7 separate regions of the Mus musculus genome follow, and all the other regions are linked to region 4. Evidence: chromatin contacts called from public HiCAR-type, HiChIP or PLAC-seq, Micro-C and promoter capture Hi-C data. All regions are on one chromosome and are shown on one strand. Each heading gives the region's core, a stretch centred on a gene start, on an enhancer-like site or on the middle of the called end of the contact. The rest is flanking DNA. Distances are from core to core; before and after follow the strand shown. Region 1 holds the start of Map1a (microtubule-associated protein 1 A). Region 2 holds the start of Ino80 (INO80 complex subunit). Region 3 holds the start of Trp53bp1 (transformation related protein 53 binding protein 1). Region 4 holds the start of Ganc (glucosidase, alpha; neutral C). Region 5 holds the start of Ppip5k1 (diphosphoinositol pentakisphosphate kinase 1). Region 6 holds the start of Oip5 (Opa interacting protein 5). Region 7 holds the start of Oip5os1 (Opa interacting protein 5, opposite strand 1).

The links. Hi-C and Micro-C count contacts between places; a contact is called where the count stands out from the background. HiCAR-type assays count read pairs that join an accessible place to other places. HiChIP or PLAC-seq counts read pairs in DNA pulled down with a chosen protein or histone mark. Capture Hi-C pulls out chosen DNA fragments and counts their contacts.
Region 1: a contact with region 4 is called in a Micro-C map of embryonic stem cells, with 7 times the contacts expected there. The contact joins the promoter of Map1a here to the promoter of Ganc in region 4. A contact is called at or near these places in 5 of 39 promoter capture datasets (the C10 cell line, cranial neural crest, maxillary cranial neural crest and 2 more), 2 of 484 Hi-C or Micro-C datasets (B cells and embryonic stem cells), 2 of 115 datasets of contacts at active chromatin or transcription factors (astrocytes and bone marrow-derived macrophages) and 1 of 9 other capture datasets (adipose tissue).
Region 2: a contact with region 4 is called in an H3K4me3 HiChIP or PLAC-seq map of bone marrow-derived macrophages, with 4 times the contacts expected there. The contact joins the promoter of Ino80 here to the promoter of Ganc in region 4. A contact is called at or near these places in 2 of 39 promoter capture datasets (erythroid cells and neural stem cells), 1 of 484 Hi-C or Micro-C datasets (CD4 T cells) and 3 of 115 datasets of contacts at active chromatin or transcription factors (astrocytes, bone marrow-derived macrophages and memory CD8 T cells).
Region 3: a promoter capture Hi-C map of adipose tissue shows a contact between it and region 4, with 2.7 times the contacts expected there. The contact joins the promoter of Trp53bp1 here to the promoter of Ganc in region 4. A contact is called at or near these places in 4 of 39 promoter capture datasets (cranial neural crest, liver and pre-B cells), 2 of 484 Hi-C or Micro-C datasets (B cells and embryonic stem cells), 4 of 115 datasets of contacts at active chromatin or transcription factors (astrocytes, bone marrow-derived macrophages, cardiomyocytes and 1 more) and 2 of 9 other capture datasets (adipose tissue and liver).
Region 5: a contact with region 4 is called in a promoter capture Hi-C map of adipose tissue. The contact joins the promoter of Ppip5k1 here to the promoter of Ganc in region 4. A contact is called at or near these places in 3 of 39 promoter capture datasets (embryonic stem cells, hippocampal neurons and liver), 2 of 115 datasets of contacts at active chromatin or transcription factors (kidney and pro-B cells) and 3 of 9 other capture datasets (adipose tissue, macrophages and pancreatic islet).
Region 6: a contact with region 4 is called in a HiCAR-type map of astrocytes, with 2.8 times the contacts expected there. The contact joins the promoter of Oip5 here to the promoter of Ganc in region 4. A contact is called at or near these places in 2 of 39 promoter capture datasets (liver and neural stem cells), 1 of 484 Hi-C or Micro-C datasets (LSK cells), 1 of 115 datasets of contacts at active chromatin or transcription factors (astrocytes) and 1 of 9 other capture datasets (macrophages).
Region 7: an H3K4me3 HiChIP or PLAC-seq map of bone marrow-derived macrophages shows a contact between it and region 4, with 5 times the contacts expected there. The contact joins the promoter of Oip5os1 here to the promoter of Ganc in region 4. A contact is called at or near these places in 4 of 39 promoter capture datasets (hippocampal neurons, liver and pre-B cells), 4 of 115 datasets of contacts at active chromatin or transcription factors (astrocytes, bone marrow-derived macrophages, kidney and 1 more) and 2 of 9 other capture datasets (adipose tissue and liver).

The regions. Positions count from the first base shown.
Region 1 is chr2:121,288,203-121,290,902 of GRCm38.p6, reverse strand. It overlaps Map1a (microtubule-associated protein 1 A), which reads right to left and starts at 1,301. Exons shown (of 7, transcript NM_032393.2): 1 at 1,031-1,301; 2 at 82-183. The coding sequence starts at 1,268. It also overlaps a transcript of Trp53bp1 not described here.
Region 2 is chr2:119,476,386-119,479,135 of GRCm38.p6, reverse strand. It overlaps Ino80 (INO80 complex subunit), which reads left to right and starts at 1,449. Exons shown (of 36, transcript NM_026574.4): 1 at 1,449-1,757.
Region 3 is chr2:121,270,152-121,272,851 of GRCm38.p6, reverse strand. Trp53bp1 (transformation related protein 53 binding protein 1) reads left to right here and starts at 1,445. Exons shown (of 28, transcript NM_013735.4): 1 at 1,445-1,580; 2 at 2,144-2,328; 3 at 2,543-2,633. The coding sequence starts at 1,574.
Region 4 is chr2:120,402,646-120,405,345 of GRCm38.p6, reverse strand. Ganc (glucosidase, alpha; neutral C) reads right to left here and starts at 1,450. Exons shown (of 24, transcript NM_172672.2): 1 at 287-1,450. The coding sequence starts at 315. It overlaps Tmem87a (transmembrane protein 87A), which reads left to right and starts at 1,230. Exons shown (of 20, transcript NM_001110496.1): 1 at 1,230-1,441; 2 at 2,576-2,636. The coding sequence starts at 1,286.
Region 5 is chr2:121,349,738-121,352,437 of GRCm38.p6, reverse strand. It overlaps Ppip5k1 (diphosphoinositol pentakisphosphate kinase 1), which reads left to right and starts at 1,425. Exons shown (of 30, transcript NM_178795.4): 1 at 1,425-1,521; 2 at 1,787-1,961; 3 at 2,296-2,491. The coding sequence starts at 1,815.
Region 6 is chr2:119,617,100-119,619,799 of GRCm38.p6, reverse strand. Oip5 (Opa interacting protein 5) reads left to right here and starts at 1,295. Exons shown (of 6, transcript NM_001042653.1): 1 at 1,295-1,642; 2 at 1,880-1,946. The coding sequence starts at 1,339. Nusap1 (nucleolar and spindle associated protein 1) reads right to left here and starts at 1,502. Exons shown (of 11, transcript NM_133851.3): 1 at 905-1,502. The coding sequence starts at 997.
Region 7 is chr2:119,592,909-119,595,608 of GRCm38.p6, reverse strand. It overlaps Oip5os1 (Opa interacting protein 5, opposite strand 1), which reads right to left and starts at 1,313. Exons shown (of 3, transcript NR_027832.1): 1 at 1,175-1,313.

The DNA of each region.
Region 1 (2,700 bases), core at 52-2,551, 890 kb before region 4:
ACCTACCCAATCCTCCCATAAGGCCAGTTCTGGCCTGGATACTGGACCCAAAGGACTGAGACAAATAACCCTAGTCCTAACCTTTGACCTCTGAGGAGAAGTGAGCTAGGTGCCGGGTAATGAAGAGTCTCAACTGTTGGTTCAAGTCAAAGGATGATAAGTCAATATTCCAGGAGAGAATCCCTGTAAAAGAAAAGGGGGAAAAAAAATAAGAGGGTTCTAGTCAAAGTCACCCACAGAAAGCATTGCCAAGCTCCTGGGAGAGGAAAGAAATGGGAGGTGATGCCTCCAAGAAGGATAGCTAGTACCTGCTTTTTCCCCTTTCCAGAGGGCAAAGAGCAGAGTTTAGAATGGGCTTACTAATAAATGAGCTTGGAGTTTTTGTTTTTCAAGGCAAAACAGTTACGGTAGAAGTGACACGCAAGGGTCTATTTCCATATACTGTAGGTTTCCATAATGATCCCTCTTGCTAAATCAGATTCTAGATTCTCCTATGCCCCCTCCCTTGCCTCCATCCCCTGCTTCCACCCGCAGGTGGCTCCGCAGCACTGCGCCACAGGCACGGCTGAGGGAGGTGAGCTGCAGAGCCACGAAGGTCACTCTCTAAACTTGGCTGCCAGCATTCAGAGATTTGAGATGTGTACCTCGCGTTCAAAAACCTCCCCTAAAGAAGAAATTGTAAGGTAGGGACATGGACTTTTCAGGGTCTGATGAGGACTTTCGGATATATGGTCCAGTGGCTTCGGGAAAGGGGTGTGACCAGAGGGACCCCAGGGTCTCCACGGAGCTTCTCCTGCTCCTGCTCCGGGACACTGCGGAACAGAATGGGGTATGCAGAAAGGATGGGCAAGCAAGGTGTTGGCAGCTCGAGAGGACAGAGGCACATTCATGGAAGATGCAGGTGACAGGGTCGCAGGTTTCGGGAAGTGCACATAGAGATAGAGGAGACAGAAATGTGCACTGGGAGATGAATGCAGATGGCGGAGAGGCATGGATGGAGTACTGCGTAAAAGCCAGGAGAGCGGCTCACCTTGTTCAAGGTGGGCCCGCACGGCCCTCAGCTGACTCTCTGTACCGATATCGCCGATCACGATGAGCAAGGAGTATTTCCGCAGGTCCCAGCGCGCTGCCGCTACCGCGGCACCGGCCTCGCAAAGAGGCTCCGCCGGGTTCTGAGCTGGCGGTGCACCGAGGCTCTGGAGCCCCAGCTCCGGAGTTGTCTCCATGGCAACGCTGCCAGGCCGCGCGGTCCCGGCTTCGGTCGCCATGGAAACTCCCGCGGAGTGTTAGGCTAGCTGCGTCCGCTGCGGGGAGAGTGCGCGCGGTTCTTAAAGGCCGGCGGCAGGAGCCGTTCATTGGTCACTGCCTTCTAGGGGCGGGGCTGAAGCGCCGCAGGGGCGGGGCGGGGATGCGGTGGTTGTGCCGCTATGGGTGGTGGCTGCAGTCATCCACCTGCAGTTTTCCTGACCAAGTGCCCCTCTCCGACTTGAGCCAGGGTAAGGGTTCTGCGAGACCCAGCCGAGGGCGGAGTCCAAGGCGCGAGAACAACATCCATCTAGTTAGGCTGTGTCTGCGTTGAGCACAGTGTGGGAGGCAGTTCCGCAGCTTCTCTCGAACCTTGGGGAGCCATCTTGCCCTTCGCTGTCTCGGGGTTTCTATCGTGGTCTCCATCTGGCAATTATCGTTGTCTCTATTTTTCCCCCCGCCTCGCTGCATGCCAGGGTCTAGGTTACCAACCTGGGTTTCCCCGTCCTTGCCCCGAGCTCCGGGCGTGGTCAATCAGGCTGCGCAGTATTGGAGGGGACAGGATGACCTTCCTACCCTGAGTCCCTGGAGAGTAGTTATTCCAAGGATAGTGGTTGGCTAGTCTCCATATTTGCTGAGTGCAATGAGCTCAGACTGCAGCAAAGAGTATTTGAGTAAAACCCAGGAAAGACTTCCCAGCTACTAGGGATGTGACACAGTGGATAAATTTAGGAGACCATGTAATTACTGTACAGAACTGAATTAATATTCTCTGTCTTTCCCTCTCCTTCTCTCCATCCCTTCCTTTCCTTCCTCTCCCCTTCTCTTGCTGAACCCCCAACTCCCCATTCTTCAAAGACTCTCCACCACTACAGCTGATCTTACCCTGAGTCATTCTGTTGTGTGCATCAGAGAGAAGGCCTGTGTTTAGGCTCCAGTTATACTTGCTTTTTCTTCCATTTACCTTGCACTTTGGAGATGGTAGAAGAGAAGAAAGGCTACGGAGATGATTCAGTTGGTAAAGTACTTCCCTGGCAAGCAAGTGTTCAGGTTCTCAGAACTGTAAAAAAAAGCCAGGCACAGCGGTGAGCACTTGGAATCGCAGAGATGGTAACTAGGAGGGAGAGACAGATGAATCTCTGGAAGCTCGCAGGCCAGCTATACCATTGAGAGACCCTGGTATCTATAGTACAAAGAAGAAAAGGGTGTCTGAGGGACACCACTCCAGGTTGTCCTCTTGCACTCACATGTGCACACATGAAATCCTACTCCTTAAAAGGATAGAAAAGAGGTAATAGCTGATACCTCAAGCCTGCCAGTGAACCACGTTCTGACTGTTAAGTACCTCACAGAAATCTTAGCCCTATCTTGAAACATACTATACCTAACCATCCAGTCCATACTGTAAGTACTTTGGACATGCCATGAAAATCCTTTCTGTAGCAGAGACAAGAA
Region 2 (2,750 bases), core at 200-2,699, 930 kb after region 4:
TAAAAAGATCGCCTGTGTGTATATATATCACACGCACACGCCACAGCATGTATGTGGTGGTCTGAGGACAGTAAGCAGGAGTCAGCTCTCTACTTGTACCATGTGGGTTCTGGTCTGGTTATCAGAATTGGTGACAAGTGACTGTGTCTGCTGAGCTGTCTAGCCAGACCCTCTTATAAAGTGTTACTGTTAAACTTTGTGAACATTTAAGGTCTTGTTTACGGACACTTTTTCTCCTGAACTTAAAGCATATCGAGGCCAAGAAACATTAAAAAAAAAAAAAAAAAAAAAAAAAGAGCCGGGCGTGGCAGCGCACGCCTTTAGTCCCAGCAAGCGGATTTCTGAGTTCGAGGCCAGCCTGGTCTACAAAGTGCGGTTCCAGGACAGCCAGGGCTACACAGAAAAACCCTGTCTCGAAAAACAAACAAACAAAAAAAAACAAGACATTTTTTAAATAATCATTTTCTAGACTTTAATTTTAAGCAGTTCAGTTCCAAAGGATGCAACTTGGACCCAACTGGAGTTGCACAAGGCACAGTACAGGCAAAACAGATAATATTAAACAAGCGATTCTTGCAGAAAACGAAAGGGTGAAGTCCAACAATTCTATATACGTCTTGGAAACGAGTGGATTAAGTGCAGAAGACTGCATGATGGCGCACACTGTAACCTCAGTCCTCGGGAGGCTGAGGCAGGAGACATCCCCCGAGCTTGACGCTAGCTAGCCTGGGCTATTAACCAAACCCAGACAAAATAACCATGAAACAACCGCCCCGCCCCGCCCCGCCCGCCCCAGCTCTGCGGTTGCTCGAGTGTGGGCAGGGCGACTCACCCCACTGGGGAAATGGAAAGTGCATGGAAGGTGAAAGCGCCTTCGTGCCAACGGTCTCGGGCCGAAGGGGGACAGTGTCGTCAGGAAGACGACCAGGAGACGTCTCCAAGTTGGCTCTTACAAGGATCCATCCCCGCCCGAGCTGGCCTCGGGGTAGGCCAGCACTACCTGGAGAAAACTTCCAGCGACAACGCCAAGCAGTCCCTCCCACCTGCAGGACCAAAATGAGTCCCTGGTTTTTGGGCGGTTTCCATTGACGTTACTTCCGGAAAAGTAACCTTTCTGTGGCAGTTGCAGGGCCGCTGAGCTCTCGCGACATCTCCTCCCGCGAGATCTGCTTGCTCACTCTAGCGATGACATCCTCCTCCTCCTCCCCGTCGCCTTTCGGCAATCTTCGCCAGTCCCAGCCCCGACCAATCTGCACTCAGATAGTATAGATGAGGGTCTCCCCCAGAACCCCGGTCCGCGCGGGGCGTCGGGCGGCGGCAGCGGGGTACAAGCTGCACGAGGCCGCCCGTAGCGGCACGGTCGGCGGACACGGGCTAGCGACTAGCAGTGGGCGTGGGCGGGGCAGGGCTAAGCCGGCCGAGTACCTGCTCGATTGTTCTGGCCTGGCTATGGCGCCTCTCCTCCCCCCCGCCATGGCTCCCCGTGTCCCTGCTCCGCTCCTCTCAGTGAGTGAAAGTGGCCGCCGCCGCCGCCGGCCCAGCGCCCGCAGCCGCCTCAGCGCCGCCGCCATCTTGGGGTCCCAGGAGCCGCCGAGGGAGCGAGCTAGGAGCGTTCCCGTCCAACGCAGTCACCGTCCCTCGGCCTCCGAGAGCGAAGCGCGGCTCCACAGTCGGCGGGGCGACCCCCCCCTCCGGACCCCGCCCGCCCCCCGCCCCCCCTCCGCCGCCGCCGCGGCGGCGGGGCCCCTCGGCCCGAGGTGAGGTTGAGAAGACGTGGGCGGGTGGACGGAGGGGGTGTCGTGTAGGCCCCTGTGCGCCCCTCTCTGCGGGCGACGACTGGGCCGCTTCTTAAAGGGGCCGTCGCCCCCGGCCCTGGGGTTTGTTGGGGTTAGAGAGGATGGGTGTGGACACTCCCCATAGGGTTGGGACCTCAGAGACCTGGGCCTCGGCTCTCCTGTCGTGTATCTCTGGCTCTCCGGGGTTATGGGTGACCTCGGCCACCCGAGGAAGCCCGTGGAGCACCCACACGTGGGGAGTGTTAGGCCAGGTGCACGTGGGACCCGGTGGGGCGGTGTCGCTCTAACACGTGTGTGGGTTTGGGAGTGGGGAGGGGCAGGGCGGAGGCTTGTCGGGCTGGACCAGGAACCGGACGAGGGTTCTACCTGTCAATTCAAACGAATGAGATCTATGGACTGGATAGAGTATCAGTTTAATGGGGAGCGAGCCACGGTTACGGGCGAATGATGCAAGTTGCTAGTTGGTGTTAGACGGGGACAGGCTAACACGTGCACAGACTTAGAAATGTGTCTGTGACAGCACTTCTGGGTTTTCGAGGCGTTTGCAGTGCGTCTCAGCAAGTGTCATCTTACTTTGACAATTCCTTCTTGAGCTTGCTGATGAAAAGTACTACTTCCGTAATCACGGAGGATGGAAGCCCCCTACAGTTTAGAAGTTGGATATTGCCGAAGAAGGCGTTTAACTATTTTAGTTCAGAACCAACTGTGCTCAGGACTCTTTGATTTACATTCTTGTACTTCTTAGGACTCGGGAAGGAATTTGGAGGTTGAACTCCTTAAAACATCGCTGATGATCAGCTTAGTTTTCCCAGTTAGTGATCCATGATTTACATCCCTAATTTTCACTGTGGGTTATTGATGCTTCCTTTCTTCCGGTCGTGTCTTTTTTTTTTTTTTTTTTTTTCTTTTTCCTGTTTGTTTTTTGTTTTTGGCCTGGATGGCCGGGAACTTGAT
Region 3 (2,700 bases), core at 196-2,695, 870 kb before region 4:
CTGCCCAGTCTTAGACCTAGTTGGTCTCCTTCCTCTCAAGCTAAGCAGACTGATACACTTAGTGCTCTGCTATAGTTGAGGTCGGCTTGAGGTGGGGTCTTTTTTTTTTTTTTTTTTGATTGCATTGATTTGATGTCTAGTACTCAGTAGAGAAACTCAGGAGTCAATCATGAATGATTTTAGGATTAAGAGGTAAGATGTGTCTCTGTGATTTGGGTCATTTTTGCTCTACTTGTAAAACATTCTAGGATTGGAATTTTAGTTATAACAATAGATCCTAAAATTTTCAGAGCGATTTCGTTTAAGCTGATCCTTTTGTTCCCACAAGTAATGCGTATGAAGACAACATGCTTTGATTTTTGGGTTAGGAGAATATGATCACTGTAATTTATAGCAGCAGAGAGGAGATTGGCTGGTAGGATGCTCCTCTCTAAGCTTGGCTTATTTCAAGTGCTAAACTGGGCATTTATAGAAGTTGAGAATCATGTATGGGCTGTGCCTAAATAATTCTGAGTCTGGAGTAGAGAAAACCGCCTCCATTTTAATGCCTTCTATGTATATTCTTGGCACTGTGCTAGGTGCTTTCCCTCCTGACAGCTGCTTGGTTAGAATTCTAGCCCAGATCCAACGGCTCTTTAAATTAAAATGACAGTGAAACCACATATGTATCTTGAGCTCAGTTCATTAATAGTTGTCACAGCTGCCACACCCTTTATAAGACCCTGACACCATGATTAGGATAATTAAATCTCTGGGCCTGGATCCTTTAGGTCATTGAGTTAGTAGGGGTGACAGCTGTTCTCTTTGCTTCTAGTTTGAGGATTACAATGCTCAGTTCGTTCAATGGGAGGTGCAAAGCGTCTGGGGCTGCTGCAATTCCCTAAAAGAAAGGGCAGAGAGAGACAAATAGGGAAGCTTGAAAGGGAGTGGGAACACGAAGACAATATAAAACAACAAAATCAAAACTGCCAGAGACATAGAGTGGGAAAACGGAAGCCTTTAAATTCAGGCAGAGGTCTACAAATGGGATCCTGATCGACACTGGCAAACCCCACAGAGGCTTCTCTTCCATTTCACCATTTCAGAAGTACTAGCTCTCCTCAATTCTCCTCCTCTTTGCCCTTTCTTTGAAAATCCAGGAGACTCTCCTTTTCCACGGAAGTCAGTGAAGGGGCCGAAGCCCTCAAGTGTGAGTAGTGAGTACCCCCGTCCTTCAGGCAGGGGTTTTTATTTCATGCCCTCTTAATGTCCCTTCGGTTCAAGGATACTGTCATGCTGGCTGTATTAGGGGGAGGGCCTGCGACGTCCATGCTACCATGGAAACACGCCGCCGTGTTCCTTTTCTTACGCTGGGGGCGGGCACTTCACCTCAGCCACCTATCATCCATAGGATTTCCTGAGTGGCAGACAACAGCAGCGAATGGGCGATCCGATATTGCGTGACGTGACGGGAAAAGGGGGAGCTCGCGGCCAGTGGCGGCGGTGGCGACAGTGGCGACCTGGGGATCGACCTGGAGGGGCCTGGGCAGCGTGCAGAAACCTCTAGATCCAGCGCGAGGCACCTCTCGCCGGGATGCCAGGTAGTGCTGCGAGCGGAGCCGAGCTAGCGGGCCGCAGAGGCCCGGGTGGCGGGCTTGAAGGGCTGGCCGCCTGGAGGGGGCGGGGTGGCAAGCATGGCGGCGGTGACGGGGACGGGGTTGGAGGGCCGGGGAGGGGGTGGGGAGGCAGCCGCCGCGGTGGTCCTGAGGCCGCATGAGGGCCGTGGGCTTCCCGCCCGCCGGGGTTGCGAAGAGGTCTTCCCGGGGCTCAGTGGCGTCAGAACGCGGGGAGAGTTGTGTGGGGGATGGAAAGGGGCGGGGAGAAGAGGTGAGGAAGGAAGCGTGTCTGAGGGAAGGTGAAGAGAAAGGAGGGAGGGAGGGGGAGATCGAAGGATCCAGAGGCGCGGTGGTAAATAACGGAGAAATGAGGGCTGGGGAGATGGCTGAGAAAGTGCTAAGAGCGATTGCAAATGTGGGCTACTGGGTAGCCCTAGAATGGTCCCTTTCTCGATCTCACACTTCCGCCCCTTTATTTAGTCTCAGATTGTGTGTGGAAAGCTCAATAGGGTTACTCTTCGAACTGATCTTTTGTTATTCCATTCCAGGGGAGCAGATGGACCCTACTGGAAGTCAATTGGATTCAGATTTCTCTCAGCAAGACACTCCTTGCCTGATAATAGAAGATTCTCAGCCTGAAAGCCAGGTTCTGGAAGAAGATGCAGGCTCTCACTTCAGCGTGCTATCTCGACACCTTCCTAATCTGCAGATGCACAAAGAGAACCCCGTGTTGGTGAGTGAGTGATGATGCCCTGTTCAAGTTATTATTTTTTTCTGACCCCCCTACACCAAACTAACCCAGAAAATTAACGTGTTTAGTTGATTGTTAGCTTTTGGATAAAGTTGGTGGGGAACGAAAAATGAAATCAACGTGTTCTCACCCACAGAAAGGTCCCTGTTGTACTACTTTGTGTACTGTGAGGATCTTATGTGCTCATGTTTTCTAGGATATTGTATCAAATCCGGAACAATCTGCTGTAGAACAAGGAGACAGTAATAGCTCATTCAATGAACATCTGAAAGAAAAGAAAGCTTCAGGTGAGCAGTTGAAGGCTTGGCTCTCTGCAGTGTTTAAGGTCCTGTGGGGGCAGAACGATTTAAACAT
Region 4 (2,700 bases), core at 201-2,700:
GCTGTCTTCCGTTTCCAGTTGAATGAGCCTTGGGGAGGGGCAGCCCGCTCAAAAATCCATTTAAGAGTTTGGAAGGCAACCTTTCCACTGTTAAACTTATCTAATCCTCCTGAAAGTACTTTATGAGAGGTTAGCTATTAACATTACCCAAATCCCCGCAGAACCAATAAAGAACGATGAAGCAAATAGCAAGCATTCAAGGAAGTGCTTTAAAACCTAAGTGAAGCCATCAAAGCTAGAAGGTTGTTTTTGGAGTCCGTTCTTGGGGGGAGCAATTGCCCTTTACCTGATTTCCTCTTTCTCAGCTGCTTCCATGGCACAAGGATGTTAACTCTGCCTGACTCCTAACTCTCAGGCCACAGTCTCAGGCGATCTTTAAAAAAACGGTGACAAGCAGGCTTGCTAAATTATAACCCGTACTTCATCACAGTCAAGAGTCCCCTTCGGGCAGAAGCCAATCTTAATTTTTTTTCATCTGGTATTATCTCAAGCGTAAACCAGCGTCTTTACAGGGATAAAGTACTTGGTAAATATTTCTAGGTTGAGAGTGGCTGATGAACTTTGCTTTTATTGGCGGAGATGTGCTCGCTGCCCTAGAGGTTAAAATCTAAGAGTGTGAGAAACAGGAAGCACCACCAATAAGGGTCAGTCTTAGTGGCTGTCACTCTACAATACCGAAAGCTGACCTGATCTCTCCTCACTTTTAGTTTCGAATGGGGAGTACAGTCTGGATCACTGCTGGACGCTGATGTCGCCTGTCAAACTATGCTGCAGCTGCCCCACAGTCTTTCAGGGTCAAAAGGGACTTTGGAGCTAATGAATCGTTTCTACTTCAGCCCCGTCACATTCCAGGCTCTGTTGCCACAGCTCGACAGCCAGAGAACTCAGTACTTGATGTCAATCATGCATCCAGTGTGCGCGCTTCTACAGACGTCTGGCCTGCGCCTGACCTTGACTTGGAAAGGATGAGGGGCGGGAAGAAGCAGGAAAAGCAAAGCCTTGGCCGCTGCACTGAGTTCCTTTAAGGGCTGGAAGAACAGAGGGAAGCACTAGACCTCAAAACTCTGCTAGTTCACCTCCAGGCCACGATCGCAGGGAAACAGGAGGACGCCTGCGCAGTAGACTCAAAGTTTCTGGGGCGCTCTGAGCGTCTGTGGGAAGAAGCACAGTTTCAAGGACCCGGATAATCCCGCCCACAAAGTAGCGCCGGAAGAGGGTGGGACGAGCCGGAAGAAGGCGGAACTACCTAGCCGGAAGAAGGCTCAATACTTTGGGTAGGCGCTTCATGGCTGTGAAGATGGCGGTGGCTGCGTGGCTTCAGGTGTCTCCTGTTATTTTTCTTCTTTTAGGGGCGCAGCCGTTCCCATTATCGTTTCTTGGTGCAGGTCCGGCACCCGTGTTTGCTGCAGATAGATCGAAGTGGCACATTCCGATGCCGTCGGTGAGTGTTGGGGTCGCTACTGAGCCTGAAGGGGGTAAGAGGTGGGGCTACGGTGGCCCAAGGGGTCCAGGAAGATTTCTGGAAAGTCGGGTTCCCAAAGTGAGTGGAATACCCAGAGCGTCCGTGTAGCTGCCGACGGGATCCCACCTGCCCTGAGCTGAGAGCTGAGCTATTTGCTGTAGGCGAGGAGTGTCAGGGGCCAAGCGTGTTCTTACCGGGAAAGTAACAGAACTTTAAGCATGGAACAGGAGAGAAACTTAATACACAGGGAGAGATAGTAGTTTCTCTTTCAGCTAGAATGTTACAAAATCCAGTACTAGGGCTGGATGAAAGGGAGATGTGAATAGAAGTCTTTATTTTTAACTCGTGTGTGTGTGTTTGTAAAAATAGTCCTACGGATGAAGGGTTTTGATTTGGTTTAAACTTGGAAACGTCTTTTGTGATTAGGGGACTTGGAGATTCAAAAATGCATTTTAACATGGGAATAGCCAAAACGAAACAATTCTAAAATGTTGTGTAGTAAGGATAGTCTTTTGTTTGGATAGTTAACTGATAAGTCGACCCATTTTAGAATCTCGTTTGACTTAGTACAGTACTTTGAACCAGAAAAACCAGATTTTGGTGAGAACTGCTTTAAAAACCATTAGCCATTTCGTTGACCTTTTTGCCTTTTTTTTTTTTTTGTCCTGTTCACTGTACATTTATATGGCAAATATTACAGGTTGTATTCATGTTGGTAAAGGGTTTTGGGCTTTGAGTTGTAGTTTTCTGTTTGTTACTGAAATGATTAATAGTTAAGTCCTTTTACATGTAAAAGTAAAACTGCTGAAAGTTTATTCAAAAGTCGGTTGTTCTGAGGGATGATTCGTGAGTAAAAAAGGAACTGTCCAGCTCAAGCCACTTTGAAGTTAGGTTGAAATTTGTAGCAGCCTCCCACTCAAGAGTCCCTGCTCTGTGGCCTGTAGGGAGCGGCAAGAGCCAATAGTTAGGATATGACTGACTTTCACTAAAGAAAATGTTGTTACTGTCTTTTTGATTAAGAAAATTTTGAATATTTTATAAATGTAGGTATTCATATTCTGCCTTGAAAATCGAAATGCCCTGATGTTAATTATCTTCCCTTTATCTTTTCAGGGGAAAGGTTATTTTAATTTTGGAAAGATTCTTTTCAGAAATACTACCATCTTACTGAAATGTGAGTTTCTAAACTTCATTGAGTTATTCGGATCTTTTAAACTTAGAAAATTATTCTCTACCCT
Region 5 (2,700 bases), core at 176-2,675, 950 kb before region 4:
ATGGCTTAGTGATTAAGAGCACTGTTTGTTCTTTCAAAGGACCTGGGTTCTATTCCCAGCACATGGTACCCTCTTCTGCCTACATGGGCACTACATACATGTGTACATAAACACCTACAGGTAGAACACCTGTACATGTAAAACAGATGCTTCAAAACAACAACAAAACCCACCAGCAAACCTGTACTAATTGCCTTTGCAGTCATAAATAGCACATGGTATTTATGCAAATGAATTGTGTTACATCCTTGGCAGTTTGAAGTCGGGAACTGTTGCATCTAACTTATATGTTTGCTACATCTGTGTGTGGAGCCACAGCACGCTGTGGAGGTCAGAGGACAACCTGTGGGAGCCAGTTCTCTCTCCACCATGTAGGTCCTAGAGTCCAAACTCAGATTGTTAGGCTTGGCAGCTAGTGCCTCCATCCACTGATCTATCTAGCTGGCCCTCCTTCATTTTAAAAATTTAGTATTAGGGTTTTTTTCTATATCCTGCATCATATTTTTCCATTCTTTTCCTTGTGGCATCTGGAGATGTTTTTGTATGTTTCTTATCTTTCTTTCTTCCTGCCTTCCTTTCTTCCTTTCTTTTTTTTTTTTTTTTTTTAGTTTAATATAGAAAAGAGAAGAATGTCCTTGTGTGCATTCGCCTGTGTAGGAGAGTCTTCCCATGGCAGTCTAACCCCCTTGGTGATGCTAACAGTTCAGACAGGATCGATCCTGAGCTAGAATATACATTTTAGAATTCTTGTGGCATTCCTGTCGTCTGCTCATGAGATACCAGCGTAGCACCTTTCCTGTCTAATAACCAGAAATGTCTCCTGACAGATGTCTTTCTGGTACAGCGAGTCACTAGAGTTTCCATTAAAACTCTAGGTGTATGCATGCAGAAGTGGAGCTGCCTGCTTTTGCTGATCCAAATTCATAAGACAGTCTTACCAATAGGACCTTTTTTCCAATGCAGCTGCTGCTATGGAGGACCTTGTCCTAGACCAGCATTGGTTTGGCAGTCCTAGAGGACAGTGAATGGACCATTGAGATTTCAATTTGAGAATGGATTGAAAACTGCTTTGTGGATGGTTATCTCAACCCCCCAACCAGCACCAGACTTCTTTCCTTGAACTGATTCTGTGAATTTGGATATCTGTCTGTTAAGGTGTTGGGGGTGAAGGAGAAAGTGATGCACAGATATTAATGTTCTGATACAATGCTTAGGGTGGAGGGTGTCCTCAGTAAATGTTTGTCGAATTAATACCATGAGATAATGAAGATGGAGTTTAAAGGCAAAAACCTCTGAGTTTTGCTTTCCTCTGCCCTTGAGTGAACCTTCGGTTCTAGCAGTGCTGTGGGGGTGGAGAGAGCTGAGAATATTGTGGAATAAATCCTGTGTTTGAAGTAAATGTCGGTCTAACCTTCTCTTGGTAGGAACCAACAGTAGCCTTCCTGGAAGAACTGCCTCTTCTCCTTGCTGCCTGGAGTTAACATTGTTTCCTGCTGGCAGAATCAGTGACATGCCAGCACTGTAAGGCTTAAGCTGCTGATCCTCTTACCAGTTCTTGGCTGGGGTCGGGTAAACAGGGGAGGAAAGGAGTCATCGCTTCCCTCTTGCTCCTCTTTAGTCCTGTCAAGTCACATAGTTTCCTTTCTTGTTGGTCCTTTCCATAGCTTCGTTTCTGTTCCCTCTTGTACCCTTATAGTTCCCTCTCAGTGTCTAGCTCCCTGTATCCTATCCCTGCCCGCTGTAAGGGAGCTTGGATTCTACACTAATAGGGGACCCTCTTTTGCAGAGCGGGATGAGTGGGTGTTCCGGCGGGGATGTGGTCCTTGACGGCCAATGAGGACGAGAGCACTACGGCCCACTTCTTCCTTGGAGCTGGAGATGAGGGGTTGGGCACCTGTGGAATAGGCATGAGGACAGAAGAGAGTGACAGTGAACTCCTTGAGGACGAGGAGGATGAGGTGGTAAGTCTAGGCAAAGGGACATGGCTTGGTGTTGGGGCCCCTGTTTACAAGACTCCCTCTTATAAACAGGTTCTATCCTGCCTTGGGGAGGGTCAGTAGAGATTGGTGGATTGCTGCTCTGAAACCCCTGTGCAAATGCCCCTCCTCCTTTTGTCTTATGGTCACTACTTCTTCTTTTGAAGAAGTCCTTTCTACAGTGTTTCTTCTGTGGTAGTCATCCTTTATCCCTTAGGTCCAAAGTCCCGACAAGAGACTGCCCTTGAAAGATGTGTGACAATGTTGGAGGTGACATAGGTGGGAATCTGGAATTCTTGATAGCACTTCTTTTCTATAGCCCCCAGAACCTCAAATTATTGTTGGCATCTGTGCCATGACCAAGAAATCCAAGTCCAAGCCAATGACCCAAATTCTAGAGCGACTCTGCAGATTTGACTACCTGACCGTTGTCATCCTGGGAGAAGATGTGATCCTAAATGAACCTGTGGAGAACTGGCCGTCCTGCCACTGCCTCATCTCTTTCCACTCCAAAGGTTAGGAACTGGAAAGGATGAGTGGCGGTGGGCATGGAACCCTTGCTATACCATTCATAAGAGGCCGTCGGCCTCTCAACACACAGGAGAGCAGTGAAGACAGGAGAGCCTCCTGTCTCAGGGTTTGTTGTGTGTGGCTTAAGGCCCATGATGCAGCCTCACAGGGAGACTGCAGGACACTTAGGTCTCGTGGTTAGAGTTAGCTCTTC
Region 6 (2,700 bases), core at 46-2,545, 790 kb after region 4:
GTGCCGTTCAGCCAGATAAAAGGTGTACCTATGGCCACATTATTCTATTTAAACCATTTAAAAACATTTATGACAACTAATTAGAGATTTAGTGCAAATAGCAGTTTGCTGTACAAATCTCTGGTATATACATGTGGGCAAGCTTCAATATAGCAAGTCCAATCTCACAATGAATCCCCACATTTTCTCTGAACACCTTGCAAACTCAGAATTCAAAGACCTTATCGGTTTTGAAAAAGACCACCATCACAATAGTGATTAATGTATGGACAATCATACTAGATCACGGTGGACAGGCATCCCATTAAAGGTTCACGAGAGTGAAGGTAGTGTCATAGTTTACTGAACAGTAAGTAGAGTTTTTCAGAAGAAGTCGTTTAAAGTAGTTTTTCTTCAACTGCCTAATAACTGGCATGGAAATTACACTGATTACGTCCTATGGGCCTTCGTTTCCCATTTGGTACCAGGAAGTATTAGCATTTCCATTAAGAAGTCTTTATAAGAGCTGGGCAGTGGTGGCGCATGCCTTTAATCCCAGCACTTGGGAGGCAGAGGCAGGTGGATTTCCGAGTTTGAGGCCAGCCTGGTCTACAGAGTGAGTTCCAGGACAGCCAGGGCTACACAGAGAAGCCCTGTCTTGAAAAACCAAAACCAAACCAAACCAAAAAACAAAAAGTCTTTATAAGTTCTCCAAATATAATAAAAAAAGCCTCCAACTAGAGTAACAGCCTCGGCTTTTCTTTCGTTTAACAAATTCCAGTCACTGTGAACAAAACCTACCTACTCCTCCCAAAATAACGTCCCTCGGGGGTTTCCTCTCAGTCACTTCGCGCCCTGTCCCCCAAATCCCTGGTCTCTTCTACCCCGCCCACCCAACTGCCCGCACCGCCAGCCAGCACGGTACCTTCATGTTAGCCCGGAGGCCCAGCCTTTTGGCTAAATTTTGCAGGTCGCTGTACTTAAAGGAGTCCAGCTCCTCTGCAGAGGGGACGGTCATCGCGTTCTGCAATCTCGGTGATTCCCAGAAAAACAGCCACACAACTCAAAACAGAGCGGCTCAAAACTGGCGCCACCCAAGACGTTGACAAGCCGACTTATATATGGAGTTTAAATTAAGACTGCTGTAAGTTCATTGGTTGAACTGCCTCGAGGGTGGGGTTTCCGATGCGGGCCAGTAGCGTGATTGGCTGAAGACCGCTATTCCGCAAACTATACCAATATGCTGGCGCTGAGCGTATTGAGAGCGTGTCTTTCAGGAACATTGTCCAATGAAGACGCAGGGAGACAGGTGGGCGGGACTTGGAGCGTGCGAGAAAGAGGCGCGCGCTTCAAAGAAATATGGCGACTCTCTCGCGCCGCAGTCTTCGCTTCTTGGAGACCCAGTCACGTCGTGACTCTTGTGATACACCTTTTTCTCTTACCTCCTCCATGGAGTGGGACACTCAGGTGGTGGAAGGGTTCTCCCCTCTCGGGTCCTCCGAGTCTAAGGTGAAGGCGTCACCTGTCGACCTGCGGCTGCCTGCGTGGTTGGAGCCGGAGAGATGTGCCGTGTTTCATTGCGCGCGGTGCTACGCGGTGCTCGGCGACACCCTGCACCTCGCCTGGGACCTGTCGCGGTCCCTCGGCGCCCTGGCCTTCTCCAGTGAGTGAGGCGAGGGTAGTTTGTGAGGAAGATAGACCAGAGGCAGATGAGGAATGGGGGACAGTACTGCCCAGGGGAGGGAGGGGTTTGTTTTGTTTTCCCGAGTTGGGCTTCAAACCCAGGCCGTCGCCTGAGCTAACCCAGCGCCCTTGGCTGAGCCCCACCCATTTTGTTAAGTTTTATGGGCAGATGAATCTGCTGGCAGGTATTTCTTCTCAAAACCGTTTTGTCTTCCAGAAGTCACAAACAACGTCGTTTTGTTAGAGCCCTTTTTGGTTGGCATAGAAGGTTTTCTCAAGTCCAGGTACGTGTGGAGAATTCCTGAGGTGGCGCTCTCTATATATTTCCCGATTTAATGACAGTGAAGAGTATGTAACTGTTGTAAACAAGAAAGAAACTTTGTCTTGTGACATGTTTACGCTCTCCATAGAGTATGTTTGAGTTGTAAACTCTTTACCGGTTTGAATCATATAAACATGGCATTGGTGAAAGTTAAAGTTGGATGTAGGTTTTAAGGTCTGTGAGAGAACTAGGACTATTAGTTATTAGTTATTAGTTATTAGTTATAATTTCTCAGGGTTGGTAGCAAATACCTTTACCCACCGAGTCATTTCACTGGCCCTGAAGTGACATTTTTGATATAGTTACAAATTATTTTACTTTTGATATTGGTAATAAAGGTCTTTCCTTGAATTTACAATTCTGCCTCTGCCTGCAAGTGCTGGGATCACAAGCATGGGAACCTGCACCCAACCTCTTTTTTTTGTTTTTTTTGTTTTTGAGACAGGGTTTCTCTGTATAGTCCTGGCTGTCTTGGCACTCACTTTGTAGACCAGGCTGGACTTGAACTCAGAAATCTGCCTGCCTCTGCCTCCCAAGTGCTGGGATTAAAGGCATGCGCCACCACCGCCTGGCCAACCTCTTTTTTAAAAAGCCTGATTAAAAGTTTTAATTATAAGCCTGGCGGTGGTAGCACATACTTTTAATCCCAGGACTAGGGAGGCAGAGGCAGGAGGATCTCTGTGAATGCAGGGACAGCCTGGTCTACAGAGCTAGTT
Region 7 (2,700 bases), core at 64-2,563, 810 kb after region 4:
TTCCCTTCCTCTGGCTCATACCTATTTTTTTCTACTTGTGGATCATATTAAAAAGAAAAACTACTTGTGCTAAAGGGGAGGGGTTTTGTTTTTTGGTTTTTTTTTCACCCCCTAAGCAAGTGCTTCCTGCTTCAGCTCTGCTAAGTCTAGGGCTAACAAAAACCATATAATCTATCACAAACATTCACTCACATTATGATTTTTCCATTTGAACTGGCTCTCACTAATATGCCAGTTTATTTCTGAAACAAGGTTTTGATAGATGTAAATTTCTGGCCCTGAGCACCAACACACGCAGCAAATGTCTCCCCGATCCAGAATTCAGAAGCAAAGACTTTCCGAGAATTTAGCTGAATACCAATAAAAGTAAGGGGGCTCCCAATTACAAAGAGATAAAATTAAATAAGAATCAAATATAAATATCTTGTTAGTACTACACTGTCACCAGTGTACACCAACTACACAAATGAGATTCCAGCAGTACTTCCAGAACTATAGTTCTAAAAAAACGAAAAGAAAAGCATCGTAAGCCGTTTCCCTTGATCCTGGGTAAGAAATCAACATAGGTGAATTCCACTGAGACCCGTTTGCCGAAACTAATGCGCCATAAGGGCATTATCAGGACGTCCAAGGACAAAGCTGCTTACTACGGTCATAAAAGTTTGGCAGGGGCGAGTATGAGGTAAAGGCTGCAAGAGTCTATCTGTAATACACATACTCAAATGAAAATACCAGAGGGAGCCTCTTACAGCAAATCTCAAGGTCAACGCGCCAGGGACACAAAATGCCCAGAGCTGCAACAGGCCTGTCAACCTCAACCGGTGACGCCTTCGGTAAAGGGTCAAACAATACAGAGATAGTCTTAGAAAAATAAAAGGGAGGTGCACACAGCGGCTTCCCGATACGGCCGGCGTACGTGCAACTCAGAGAACCAGGGCAAAGCACGCAGCGGCCAAAGCGAAGGGCGCAAGGAAGGGCGTGGAGCGCTGGTAAGGGAAGGACGCGGCCACATACCCGGAGGCGGCGGAGCCGACCGGACGCGGCTGCGAATGCAAAGCCCTGTCAGGCCCAGGCCTCGCCGGCTCCCTCATTAGGCTCGCCGCTACCCCGTCCCGAGTTGTGCCGCCCCACCGGCTGCTCGTCTCCCGATAGACAGACGGACTTCTCAGCTCACCTCACACGGTCCAGCACAAGTACTCCGCTTCTCACGGGAGGCCTGCCCCGGGCCCGCAGGCCAGCTGCCCGGGGCACGCCTCACTCCGCCATCTTCGCTCCTTCCCCTGTCCGCCAACCCAGGGGCGGAGGCGCGAAAGGCTCCGCCCCGCCTCCGAGTGATGATTGGACAGCACCTTGCTCGCGCGCTCTTTTTCCATCGCGGATTGGCTGGGAAGTACTTCAATCAATCCCTCTCTCTGGTTCTATTTTTTGTTGTTGGAGCTTAGTGCTCCAGTTGAAGTTAAGGAGGAAAAGGGTTGTTGTAATTCACTTGAGGAAAAACATTCCGCACGGAGGCAGTCTCACTTTTTAGTAAGATAGCACTACAAGGCCAAATGACTATTTTAAATTATCGTTACTGTAAAAATATACTGTTACTAGTAATTCCTCTCTTGGCTAAAGGATTTTTATACCCGGACTAACACTACACCCAGAGGAACAATTTCATGGTGTCAGTTCTTCTGACTTTGACCCACTTGAGAGAATGTTGCCTGCTGTTTAAAGGTCAATACAGTAGCGTAGTTTTCCTCACCTTAAAAGGGCCTGCCCGCTGCCTGAGAAAATGTTAAACTGCATTTGTTGTTTGTTCCAGTTGTAGGATTTAGAGATCCTTTAGCGGTATTTCCAGGAGAGGTAGTGAAGGCAATAGTGTGACTCTTCCAGGTGATGACACACGTTCTTCTGGATAAGCAGTGCTTCCTAAATGACGGGGTTATCACTAGGCCATTTATTAAATCCAAATTTCTATGCTTCCCTCTGTGATAAGGATGCTATGCCATACAAAGACAAAACACAGTTGTCTATTGAATCTATTGGCTAATAAAATAATAATAATAATAATAATTACATTATTCGTTATTATTATTAGAATGTTAGAACCTATTGAATAATAATAAATTCACAAGCTACATTGATTTATTGGCTGCAACTGGCCATCAGCCTTGATTTCCCTTTATAGCTGGGCTGGTGACAGAGACCTTGTGTATCCCAGGCTGGCCTCAAATTGCAATGTAACAGAATTACCACACTGGTTATGTCCTGAATCTCAAGTGAGCAACAATGTCCTCCATCCAAAGACAGGTTCTTTGAGTGTTAGCTACTATCAGATCACACATCACTGCACCGTATGTCTCTGTGTATGAATAGGCACACTGTATATCTGTATATACTTAGACTACAGAAGGCCTGCAAAGGATTACACAAACCTCTGTGTTCAGTGAGGTTTTACTACATCCAGACAGAGCTGATATAAATGGGAAAAGTCACCACAGTTAGATATTGATGAACTCATTTAGAAAGACACAGAGTATTGAAGCTAGCTGAGGGGTCCAGGTGAGTGTCAACGGAGGAATATGGTGAGGTGCAGGACTGAGTAGGGACAGACAGATGCACAGACAACAGTAATCCAAAGGAGCGATATCAAGCAATGAGGCCTGGGCTAAGCCGAAGGGCTGCCCAAAGAACCAGCAGAAACAGTCTTGTCCC